2 separate regions of the Mus musculus genome follow, and region 1 is linked to region 2. Evidence: chromatin contacts called from public Hi-C data. All regions are on one chromosome and are shown on one strand. Each heading gives the region's core, a stretch centred on a gene start, on an enhancer-like site or on the middle of the called end of the contact. The rest is flanking DNA. Distances are from core to core; before and after follow the strand shown. Region 1 overlaps Lrmda (leucine rich melanocyte differentiation associated). Region 2 overlaps Lrmda (leucine rich melanocyte differentiation associated).

Region 1 (5,756 bases), core at 2,536-5,035, 270 kb after region 2:
ATCAGAATTATATTACCTGTATGTACTGTGACTGCTGCCTTACAGAAGCATGGCACACGTGTGTGAGCATCTTCAGATGCGTCAAGTTCTCTCTTGTTCCAGAAGAGAAAATGATGGTCCTGTTACAGTTGATAGCTTTCTTCTTCAAGTTATTTTCTTGCACATTTAAAAAATAAACAGAAATAACTTCCTTCGCTTTATTTCAACCCCACTCCCAACATCTATGCACAGAGAAGTGAAGTATCTTGCTTTGAGTCACACAGCCAATTAGAGGTCTAAATAGGTATAGAAGTCCCTGTACCCAGCATGTAGCATGCTAGATCACACCGCTTGCCATATTAATAGGCTGGGATTAAGGACAAAGCATACCCAATTAGTTTCTGTTGCAGTCCCTTTACAATCCAGTCTTGTTTCCCGTGTGTTTATATGTGTGTTTTAATGGTACTCCCTGCCTTTTATGCTGAGGTTGCTCGAGGTATGTTTATAATGGTGGTGTAATTATAATAATAAAACACAAATCCTTCCACGGAGCACACTCATTACTGGCTGGCCAGGTAAAACAAACAGGCCTGGCAGTAACTCTGGAGCAAGGCAGTTTGTTTCCAAGGTGGTGCCTCTTTGAAATGCAAGCTGCTTTACTTTTCTAGCCAGGGAGGCCCTGTGCTCCACATAACTGGAGCTGGGCCTACACGCCTGGGTTAGAAAGATGCCTGGGCCAGGTTGCAGTCCAAGACAAGAAGAAGGGCAGCTGTGCTCTCTGATTCTCTAGGGCCAGAAACTCTTCTCTTTTTCTACTAGTAGTTTCTTTAGCATCCCAATTCCTGGATGCAGGAGATTATAGAATATACATTCCCAACTCCTGGATGTAGGACATTATAGAATATACAAAGGGGAAGATTGTTGTTATGAATGAAGTAGTACACAAGCTTGTGATTGTGTGTGTGTGTGTGTGTGTGTGTGTGTGTGTGTGTGTGTGTGTGTGGTGTTTGTGTGTGTTTAAATGCCTGTCTGTCCTTGTTAATTGGAAGTGCACATATTGGGAAATTAACTATGAAATACTAAAAATGATAAATTATTCCTTATTTGAAAGTATAAATTAAAGGTTTAGTGTATATAAAATTTGTCATGTTTAATTGCAAGTTCAATTAAAATTCAGGGTAATGATGATTTATACAAGTTTCTGTGTAATTTGATATTCATTAGCTTAGCCAGACACATGCTGATATTAGCTCGTTAATTATGTTTCCTTTTGTTGAAGGCAGCCTTGTGAAAGCAATCTGCTCAAAGTTTTCTAAACTCATTCTGCTAAATGAATATTTGGCAGCTGTTCATGTTATTGAGATGGTCACTGCGGCTTCATTTCACTCGTAGGCCGCATCAATCATACCTTCCCTGTGACAAACAAGGGGTTCTCGTTACAAACCCATTTATGAAGGTTATGGCTGACATTAAAGACTGATTGCCTGGTACTGACTGTGGGGATACTTTACAGCAAGAGTGGAACTGCCACTAATAGCCACACCTCCTACCTGGTCAGAGGTTTAAAATGCCCTGCAAGAGAAGGGCAGGATTGCCACAGTGACCTGAGTTCTCTTGTCAATGCCATTGCTTGGACTTGGCAAGGAGAAATTGGGTCTCAGAATCCCCTCTGGGAGCAGGGAGCTAGTGTCACCTTGATTCTCCTGAAGCATGCCAAACAGGTTCAAAAGTGTGAGCCCTGGGGTATGCCAAGGATAAGTAGCTCTCTTCCTTACCCGCCAGCTCTGAGTCTGACTCCTGAGGAGGGGAAAAGGGAAACATGATTTAACTAATGAGGATATTTCTAGAAGCATGGCACCCAATGGGGCCGTGAGTCAGATGAATTACCAGCTAGTATAGCAATTATCCAACAGTCCTGTGGCTCTCTTGGATTTGGAGAGGACTGTGAACCCTTTGCCAGATTTTCCATGGCTGTTATTGACTTGGATAACTGTGGAATGATGGGAATTGTGCTACCCTCATAAGGAAGAGGCTGAAGTGCGTGGACGGCTTTGTCCATTGTCATTGGTATGGATACTGGCAGCAGTCAACCTCATGGTTCTGGGCTGCCCTGTATGGTGCAGATATGGCTACAGTAAGAGTTTGGTTTTTCTTTTCTGTTCTTTTTTTAAAAGTTTTGTTTATTTATGTATATGAGCACACCATAGCTGTCTTCAGACACACCAGAAGAAGACAATGGATCCCATTACGTATGGTTGTGAGCCACCATGTGGTTGCTGGGAATTGAACTCAGGTCCTCTGTAAGAACAATCAGTGTTCTTTCCAGCCCTGAGTTCTTTTTTATTTTCTAGTATGGCATTTGTTTTCGTGTTGCTTTTATTTCTGCCAAGGGCCATATCATTGGTTAAGCCAGACTATTGGTAAATGCTAAGAATTTCGATCTAAGGTTGATCAGGCATTTCGTCAGTTATTTGGCATTTAGCTTATGATGATAAAATACAAGAAAATTCTTATAGGGAAATTTCAGTTTTTGCATATCTGCAGTTCTGTTTACATATTTTTGCATTTTCAGGGGATGGAAGTGGTCTCCACGCTCAGCGCTGTTTTTCCTTTTAAGTGCTGTCTCTTTTCGATACCTTCAGGCTCACCCTTCACCAAGCTTGTCATCTTCCCCAGGAGAAGTCTGTTGTGACGTCACAATGTAGCCCACCCACTCTCACTCCACATTCACATGAATGGCCTCGAGGGTTGCAGTGCACTATCGTTGAGGGCAGTTCTGACTTTCAACTGAAGAAGCCAAAGGGTGCAAACCATGCTCTAGCATTCGGGAACTAATAACTGACTCCGTGATTAAAACGGCAATAGATCGTTTGAAATGTCCTGCTGGCTTCCCAGCCCAGACAAGTACTTTGAATGTTTTTCTGACATTTAGGAAGAATGGCAGCTTTTCTTCCCCACTATATAGAGAAACATGCCAAACTCAAGGAAACCTCGGGTTTCCTTTTTAATCGTATTTAATTCAGGCCCAGTCCTTTATAGAGCTCAACAGTGTAACTTGGAACTTTCCAATTTTTAATTTCACCATCTTCTGTCTTTTTTAATGCATTTTGTCAGTGTGGAAAGCCCTCTGGTGGTCAGAATGATTCCTATGTGGCTCTTTTGCATGAATGGAATAAAATCAAGTTCATGGTAAAAGAGCTAGGTTCAAATCCTTCATCTCCTTTTCTTGTTTCTCATTCTACTTAAAACTATAACACACACACACAGACACACACACACACACACACACACACACACACACACACACACTTTTCATCAGAGCAGGGGATCCTGAGGCATTTTTACTCTAACAGCATCTTGGTGGAAAAATAGAATGAATGCAATTCCCTTATCGACATGCAAATCCCGTAGCAAGGATATTAGTGCTAAGTGCTGTGTCACTCATGACTAAACTTGAGCATGTGGCACAAAGGGGAATGGACATCGAGGTGATTCTCTCATTTTTTTAGAGGGGAAGATGGGGGCCCAGAGAGACATGATTTGTTCAAGATGTTGTGAACAGGGAACAGAGCCTTGAGGAGCAGCCAAGTCTCCTGTACTCATTTTTAGCCATGTGGTTTGAAGCATATCGGAGTTGAGTCATGCCCATAAATCCTTGGTCTCCCCATCAGGTCCCAAGGATGCCAGGTCTCAATAAACTCAGGCATGGAATGCTTCTCCCCAGGCAAATTTCAGTTCATACACCATTGGGTTGCTTTGTTCCTTGCTTGGAGCAAGATGACAAGTAGGCGTTTCCTGCTGTAGTTCAGAGAGTAGACTCAGTTGGCTGTGGGGGCTGAATGTGGCATGAACAGTCACCCTGAGCCACCCTCACCATCTAGAAGCACATTTTGGAAAGGGTATGCCGGACAGCACAATTCATCAAAAAGATGAATGACTGATGGGTGACCTATGTCTGGTGTCCTAGGAAGGCAGATATCTCAATGATGCAGAGCAGCTGGTCTGCTCTGAAATTGGCTGGAAAACCTGGCTTGTCCTTCCCTTGCCTGATGCCGTTGCTCAGGCTTACATAATTTGTCTTTGTTTGAGTCCTTGGCTATGACTGGGTCTGTAGGCACTTTCTTGGCATATCCTTTTCGTGATATGATTTCAAAGAAGCATGGGAGATATGGTGGGGTAACTGCAGCTCTCCTGGTAGATGCTTACCTCAGTTCCTAGATACAGTAGAACAGTTCCTAAATAGCAAAGACACCAGAAACTGCAGGAAAGCAAGCATATTCAGGAATGACCTAGAATCTTCTAGCATTCCTGTGCTGTTCCTCTGGTCACTGGTGCATTTTCCAGAGAGATTACTGAACCTCTTCACTGAATCCAGTGCTAAGCTTCACAAGAGCTGGGATGGGTCTGCAGTGTGTGCCTGAATAAGCATGTGCAAACTAGAGAGAGGAACAAATGAAGTGTGGGCTCAGCTCACATAGCCTGGTCCCAGCCCAGCCAGGAGGTGGGGGATTAAGTTAAACTGTGCAACCTTCTTCACTTAGCATGTGTGATTTGAATTCTTATCTACTGTGCCAGGCAGAAAATAAAAGGCAGACCCCACCTTCAAAGAACTTGAAAAATGGGTTTCTTTGTGAATACTTGCCAAGTATCTATGACAGCCCAGAATCCTGCTGGGCGCTTGAGGCAGGCAAGCAGGCTGCAGCAGAAGCTGTGGGTGTCCCTGCAGTATTGCCATTTCCAGTGCATGGCCCTAAAACTCCTTTGCCTGGAACAGGACAGGTTAGGAATGTCACTCAAGAGAAGCCTTGCCTGTGCCAGTGACAGTTTTCTGTCATGGGGTTAGCTCGGTGCCTTCTATTCAGCCTCCTGTGTCCCCTGAGCTCTAGGAAGGTCCAGCTGCCCACAGTGCTACAGAGCTTGATATTATTTGTGTGTCTTTCCTCCTTCCTCCTCCAAGGTCCTTTCTCTTGGATCTTTATTTTTATCATACATGCTAAGGTATGTCTCACAGTCTACAAATTCCCTTGGACAGAGGCTGGTCCTGATAGATGCTGAGGAGTTCAGGGGTGAAGGAACAAAGTGGAACATCTTTTGCACATAGGATCTTGGAAGGCTGCTTGGAAGAGGATACATCAGAACTAGGATCTAAACATGGCTAAGGTTTTTGCTAGGAAGCTGTGGAAAGGGAGGGCTTTCAGGGACAGCTTTTGTAAAAGTCTGTTAGCAGAAGCTGGAGGCACAACAGTTGGAAAAATTTAAGTATCTGCCATGATTCAGGGTCTGTGGGGGAAGAGGTTCAGGAATGGAAGAGCAAGGTATATATGTGACAATGAATGTGGAGATTATGACAGGGGTCACTTTATTTATTTGAATGTGAGACCAGGGTGTGTAGAGTTTACAGTGTGGATATCTTACACTGGTGTAAGTGTCCCTTTACTACCATGAAGAAGCAGGAATCATGTACACAAGGAACAGAAATTTAAGTATGAGATTATGGTGAGGCCTCTGATTGTTGGTGAATTTTCAACCAAAGAGAAAGAAGTGTTTAGAGCAGTTGGAGAGGATCAGGAAAGAGGGAAGGAGAGTCGCATATAAATAATGAATAGACTCTAGCTAAGGGAAAGGTCAAACAGAATATCTCAGTACACACTAAGGTCAAGAAATAGGGATGATCTAGTGCCGGGATGGAAATGGAATTGCTATGGGCCCCTTCCTGCCTAGATAAAAATGTCAAAATTTGCTTTTTATAACCCAGAAGAAATGCAAATATATTAGTA
Region 2 (5,793 bases), core at 1,211-3,710:
CAGCACCGTGCTCAGCACTGAAGAAGTACTTGTAGGCACTTCTCTTGGTTGGGTGGTTGGTTGGTTGGTTGGTTGGTTGGTAAGTAAGGTGATTGGAATGAGTGCCTTGTTCTCCTATCATTGATCTCTCAGCCAGACATTATTCCCTTTGCATTCCTGGCCAAGCAGTTCTGCCTACAGTTGGACGATATGTTCCTTGGTAGCCACTGGATGTCTTACCAGAGAGATGCCCACCCCTAATGCAAGCAGATCTGTGTTGAAAGCACACAGACCAGGGGACTGGCAAAACTGTGATGTTTCAGAATCCTCCTGGGTGCAGAAGGCCATCAGACATTTCCCTGAGTTCTGTAGGCTTTCTGAAAAAAAAAAAAAAAAACAAAACAAAACTGGAGATGTGGCTTTGACTTTAGCAAAAATAGATTCAGGCAAAGGCTTCTCTAAACTCTCTCTCTCTCTCTCTCTCTCTCTCTCTCTCTGCTTCTCTGTCTCTTTCTGTTTTCTCTGTCTCTGTCCCTGTCTCTCTCTGTGGTAAACTAAGGTGGCCCCTATATATTCCATAGAAGGAGAGGCTCTGCTGTACCCTTGAGTAGGAAGAGAGGAAAGCTGGGAACTGAAGAAGAAAGAGCACTGTCCCTTCTTCCTGATCCCCACATGTCTTCGCCCCCCCTTAGTTATCAACTCCTAGTCACTTATTAAAATCACATAGTTGGGGCCATCATTTCTCTAAATTCATTAATCTAATAGTAACTTTTTAGGGTGGCACTTGCCTACTTTTGTATTAGGTAGTAGTAGAATTGATTTTCTGAAAAAGAACTCTGTGTGTGTGTGTGTGTGTGTGTGTGTGTGTGTGTGTGTGGTGTGGAGTGTTGACATTTATGAGAGAGAATGGAGCTTGGCATTTGGAGGGTATTTATTTTATTTAGGGTAATAGTATTATGAAGAAAGAATGTGGTTCAAGAGTTATCCATGAACTTGAGAAAAAAGAATAAATTCAGTCTTGGATAAAGACAAGAGAAATAGGAAATGATTGCTATTTTATAGTGAATTAAGAACAATGGCAAAATATAAGACAAGGCAGAGATACAAGGATCGTGATAGATTGAGTGCACATGTCCAAAACTTAGTGTGTGCATGCTGACGTCTTTTCCCCACCCCTTTCCCAGTCCCTCTGGTGGTGGTCGGTGACTAGGCCATTGTGTGGGTAGCCTTGCCTTCAGGTTTTTTCTTTCTGCAAAGTCATATGTTTTTAGCTGTGATTGCAGCTACTGCCGAGTGGCTCACCTTGTCTTGAGTAATGAGAATAAACAACCGGTCACCGCGCTGACCACTGAAACTAATAAAGATATATAGTGCCGGCTGGCTTAGGGAGTCACAGACGCATTCCTAAACTCCCTGTGACATTTATACCAAGGGAACATGATTCCAAACTCACTCACTGCTTACCCATTCTCAGAGAGAACAAACTATTTGACTGATGGTTTGCTAAATTTAATATGCTTAGCAAGTAAAATTATTGCCTACTCTAATGCTGGGTAATTATTAAGATACACTGCTTTTAAAAATACCAAGTGAATAATATTGATTTAGTGAACTGCTATTTAGAAAAATGCCAGCAAAGGAGGGATATTTTATTTTAGCTGCCTTAAAGCTGTAATGGTTCTGGGCTGAGATACGCATGCGGAAATAAATTATGTACAAGGTAAACTATTTTGTTATATAGTACCCATAATATTAATTAAGCTGTAATTTTACCAACAATGCTTTAATTTAACAAATAAACAGGAATCATCTGTACCATTCTTTCAAATATATAACTTTGGGGTGGTAATAAAACACACAGAAGCACCTGCAGTTAATTGTAGAGCAAACAGAGAGACTAGCAACTGTAAAGGGTAATTGTAATTTATAATTTATTTATTTGACTTATGCTGGGTATAATTACCGTTATAATGTGTTATTATTTTCAGTCCAGCATTAGATATATCTGATTCCAGTTTGTCCAGGCAGCCTGGTGAAGCTCTCTACTTGGGTCCCTTGAAAGTATACTCTCTCCTGCTCCCTTCCCAGTAATGGGAGCTTGTGAAATAAAGAAGAATGGATGGGCCCGTGTCAATAGCAATCCTTGTCCAAAGCTCCAAGAATATTTCCATTTCCATTAAAGCCAAGAGTTTGTCCTGCCCTCACGGTCTTTTAGCTGGCAGCACCTGGAGTGACAGGGCCTGGGTCTGCGTGGCCCCCAGCCATGGGTGAGTGGGCTGGGCCATGCCTGCATAAGAAGGATAGTAAGGAGACCTGAGGACTGGCTGCTACAGCGCCTCCCTTCCTTTTGGTTCTGGGAGTTGTGAGTATTTATTATGGTGGCGCTTTTGGGCTTTTGTTGTTATTATTTTCGAGAGCAGCCTGGAAGGAACAGCTCAAGGAGGAAAAACACCAGGGGTGGAAGAAAGAAGCAATTACAGCGGCCGTTTGTTTGTGGCTAGCAGAATGCTGAAATGGCAGATTTGCAAATTTGTGAGAGAGGGACGCTTAGTGTTCATCTTTATCAGCCAAAGTGGTTTCTTGTTAGCTGAGCAGCAAGCTAGAAAGCCACCGATTTTGACAACATAATTTACATCTTTGTATAAAACTATTGCTGGCAGCCGAACTAATTTGTGCTGGATTAGGTTGTTTGTCTCTGCTGCTGACTAACCATGCAATCTATCAGAGGCCGTTCTCAAATATCACTTTTCAACTGTGCCCTTGAGAGGGGGAATTGATCGGGAATATACGGAAGCAAAATTACTCCAATAACTTTATAGAAGAAACAATTACGGAATCATACAGATGTGAATAATTCTGAAAAGCAGAAACAGTGAATTTCACCCCACTCCTATCTTTCACATATTCATGAAATATACAAATAATATAATAAGGTCCTGTTTCTTTCTTCTTTCTGGACCTTGGACAATAGTGGAGTTAAAGTGAAAGGTAGGAATGTGGTAGTAAAAAAAGATTCTCGGAGGTCATCATTGAGGATTTCCAATGTAGGCTTTACAAATATAACTAAAAACTTCATATATGTACACCACACACACACACACACACACACACACACACACACACATCACCTAAAATATATCTTTTGATCCAGTATGAGTTTTTATAAGTTTTAAAGTAAAGCATCAAGCTAGAAAGACATACCAGTCAGGGAGATGTATTTGTCTTAGCAACATACACAATAAACACATGTATGCATCTTATCATGCAATTCTACAGTTATATTAATAAGTTTCCTATGAGGAGAGGAGCTTCTCTTCTCTTCTCCTGTTAAGTGGATACCTTAGACATTTCTTCCTCCCTTCAATGAGATAGAGGATGATAGAACAGTACAGCAGGAGTCGGGGTAAAAGTAGAGGGGATTTACGATAGACATCCAAGCTGGACCTGTTTGTAAGATGCCTGACTTAAGGCAGCAAGCAAACAAACAAAAAACCCCATTAAGCATCTATTATTTTAAAGCAGTGGTTACATTTTTCATCACTTTCCCCTGATAAATTTTTGCTTGTGCATCCTGCTTCAGGTAATTAATTGCTTTCAGTTCAGAGGAGTAATAATGCAATAAATTATGCCAGTATTTCTAGTCATAGGATCATATTGCAGCTTCCTAACCAAGGCAACACTAATAACAATCCAGGAGACTTGTGGGCCACAGAAAAAGCCTGATTATTATAAATTGGATGCATACAGTCCAAGGACCAGGTCTTCAACATTGCTGTCAAAAGATCTCTTTTAGGGAAGTTTGCATATTCATAGGTGTGCAAGTTACTCTTTGCCATGCTGTGACAAGAACGACTTGAGGAAGAGAGGGTTTATTCTGTCTTACAGTTCAAGGAGACACAGTCCATCATGGCGGGAAGTTATGGTGTTAAGACTGTGGGGTGGCTGATCAACATTGGATCTGTAGACAGGAAGAAGAGAGCTGGTAGGAAGCAGGGCCAGGCTATGGAACCTCAAACCCACTCCTAGTGACCCACCTCCTCCCACAAGGCTCCACTCCTAAAAAGTTTCACAGCATCTGAACCATCTGTAGTGGGATCTGATGCCCTCTTCTGGTGTGTCTGGAGAGAGCAACAGTCTAGGTTTACACAAAATAATAAATAAATGAATCTTAGAAAAACATAAAATGCCAGCCAGTACCAGTTGACTCCAAATTCCCCATCACCGTACACTTCATACATCTTTTCAGTATATTTTTCTGCCTATTTCTCCACCACTCAGCTGTTCAGTGGCTACCTGTATTAATTCCTTTCCTCGATGCTGTGATGAGTTCCCAATGCAACTTAAAGAAGGAAGGGCTTCTTTTGGTTTAGTTGGAATGACGTTCATCAAAGCAGAAAGGACATGACGGCAGGCACACGAGACAACTGCTCACACTGCAGTTATAGTCAGAAAGCAGAGTGGTAAGCGGCCACATTTAGCTACCTTTTCTCCTCTTCATTCAGGCTGGGACCCTAGCCCTTCCCAGACTGGAGGAATGATACCTCCCACTTTTAGACTGGGTCTACCCATTCAATTACTGTGGTCTAGAAGTTCTCCCATAGACAGGCCCAGAGGCTTTTCCACCAAGGTGACGCTAGATAGATCCTGTCAGGTTGACAGTCAATACAAACCCATCTCCCTAATGTTGACATTGCTTGACAGGTTCTGTTTCCATGTTAGACTGTTGACATTGGACCTTGTCTGTCTCCATAACGGTGTTAGCTACATTTTTCTTTTCCCAGAGAAGGTGCACAGTGCACATGCCTGTCTTTGTAGCCATCCTTGTTTTTTTAGTTTGTAAACCTCCACAGCAAATGGCTGGATACTGTGATGCGTATTGGCCTATGACTTGAACCTTTGCTGTGACAAATACCACGGTGTGAAGTTGAAGGGGGAAGACTGGGGAAGGATAATAAGATTGCCTTCTCTGCTTCTTATATTGTTTGCTTTGGGTTCTTGCCGAATAAATGCAATGCATTTTCTGGTGGTCTATGTTGCTATTCATTTTCTAGCTTTGAGCCTGATTGTGCAGAGGATCAAACATACTCCAAGGCATAGATGGGAATAAGATTTGAAGGAAAAAGAAGAGTGTGATATTGTTCATGCTAATGTATGCTATGAGAGCAGTTTCAGTCCTTTCCATAAAATACCCAAAGCTTGCAGACCTTTTTCAGTTCTGTGGACTGTGTCTTGGGTATTCTGTACAGCTTTTTTTTTTTTTTATAACATCCACTTATTAGTGAATACATACCTTGTATGTCCTTTTGGGTCTGAGTTACCTCACTCAGGATGATATTTTCTAGTTCCATTCATTTGCCTACAAAGCTCAGGATGTCCTCGTTCTTAATAGCTGAGTAGTATTCCATCGTGTAAATGAACCACATTTTCTGTATTCATCCTTCTGTCGTGGGACATCTAGGTTGTTTCCAGCGTCTGGCTATCACAACATAGTGGAACACGTGCCCCTGTGGCATAGTGGGGCATCTTTTGGGTATATTCCCAAGAGTGGTATAGCTGGGTCTTCAAGTAGATCTAGTTCCAATTTTCTGAGGAACCTCCAGATTGATTTCCAGAGAGGTTGTACCAGTTTGCAATTCCACCAGCAATGGAGGAGTGTTCCTCTTTCTCCACATCCTCCCCAACATGTGTTGTCACCTGAGGTTTTGATCTTAGCCATTCTGATTGGTGTAAGGTGGAATCTCAGGGTCATTTTGATTTGCATTTCTCTGATCTCTATGTTGGGGTGGGCTTTGGTAATGCAACTGTCTTTGAGAT

What was found. Hi-C and Micro-C count contacts between places; a contact is called where the count stands out from the background.
Region 1: a Hi-C map of uterus shows a contact between it and region 2, with 4 times the contacts expected there. The contact joins two enhancer-like sites. A contact is called at or near these places in 4 of 484 Hi-C or Micro-C datasets (the HPC-7 cell line, nephron progenitors and uterus) and 1 of 115 datasets of contacts at active chromatin or transcription factors (embryonic limb bud).

The regions. Positions count from the first base shown.
Region 1 is chr14:22,441,631-22,447,386 of GRCm38.p6, forward strand. All of the region lies in intron 2 of Lrmda (leucine rich melanocyte differentiation associated), which reads left to right. Among named protein-coding and RNA genes, the nearest start is that of 4930405A10Rik, 98 kb to the right of the region's middle. Within about 2 kb of position 3,786, at least 23 of the 459 cell types and tissues checked have an H3K27ac peak or open chromatin away from gene starts, as enhancers often do. A contact at or near this core is called in uterus, where this site is marked.
Region 2 is chr14:22,173,696-22,179,488 of GRCm38.p6, forward strand. All of the region lies in intron 2 of Lrmda (leucine rich melanocyte differentiation associated), which reads left to right. Among named protein-coding and RNA genes, the nearest start is that of Gm41107, 150 kb to the left of the region's middle. Within about 2 kb of position 2,461, at least 6 of the 459 cell types and tissues checked have an H3K27ac peak or open chromatin away from gene starts, as enhancers often do. A contact at or near this core is called in uterus, where this site is marked.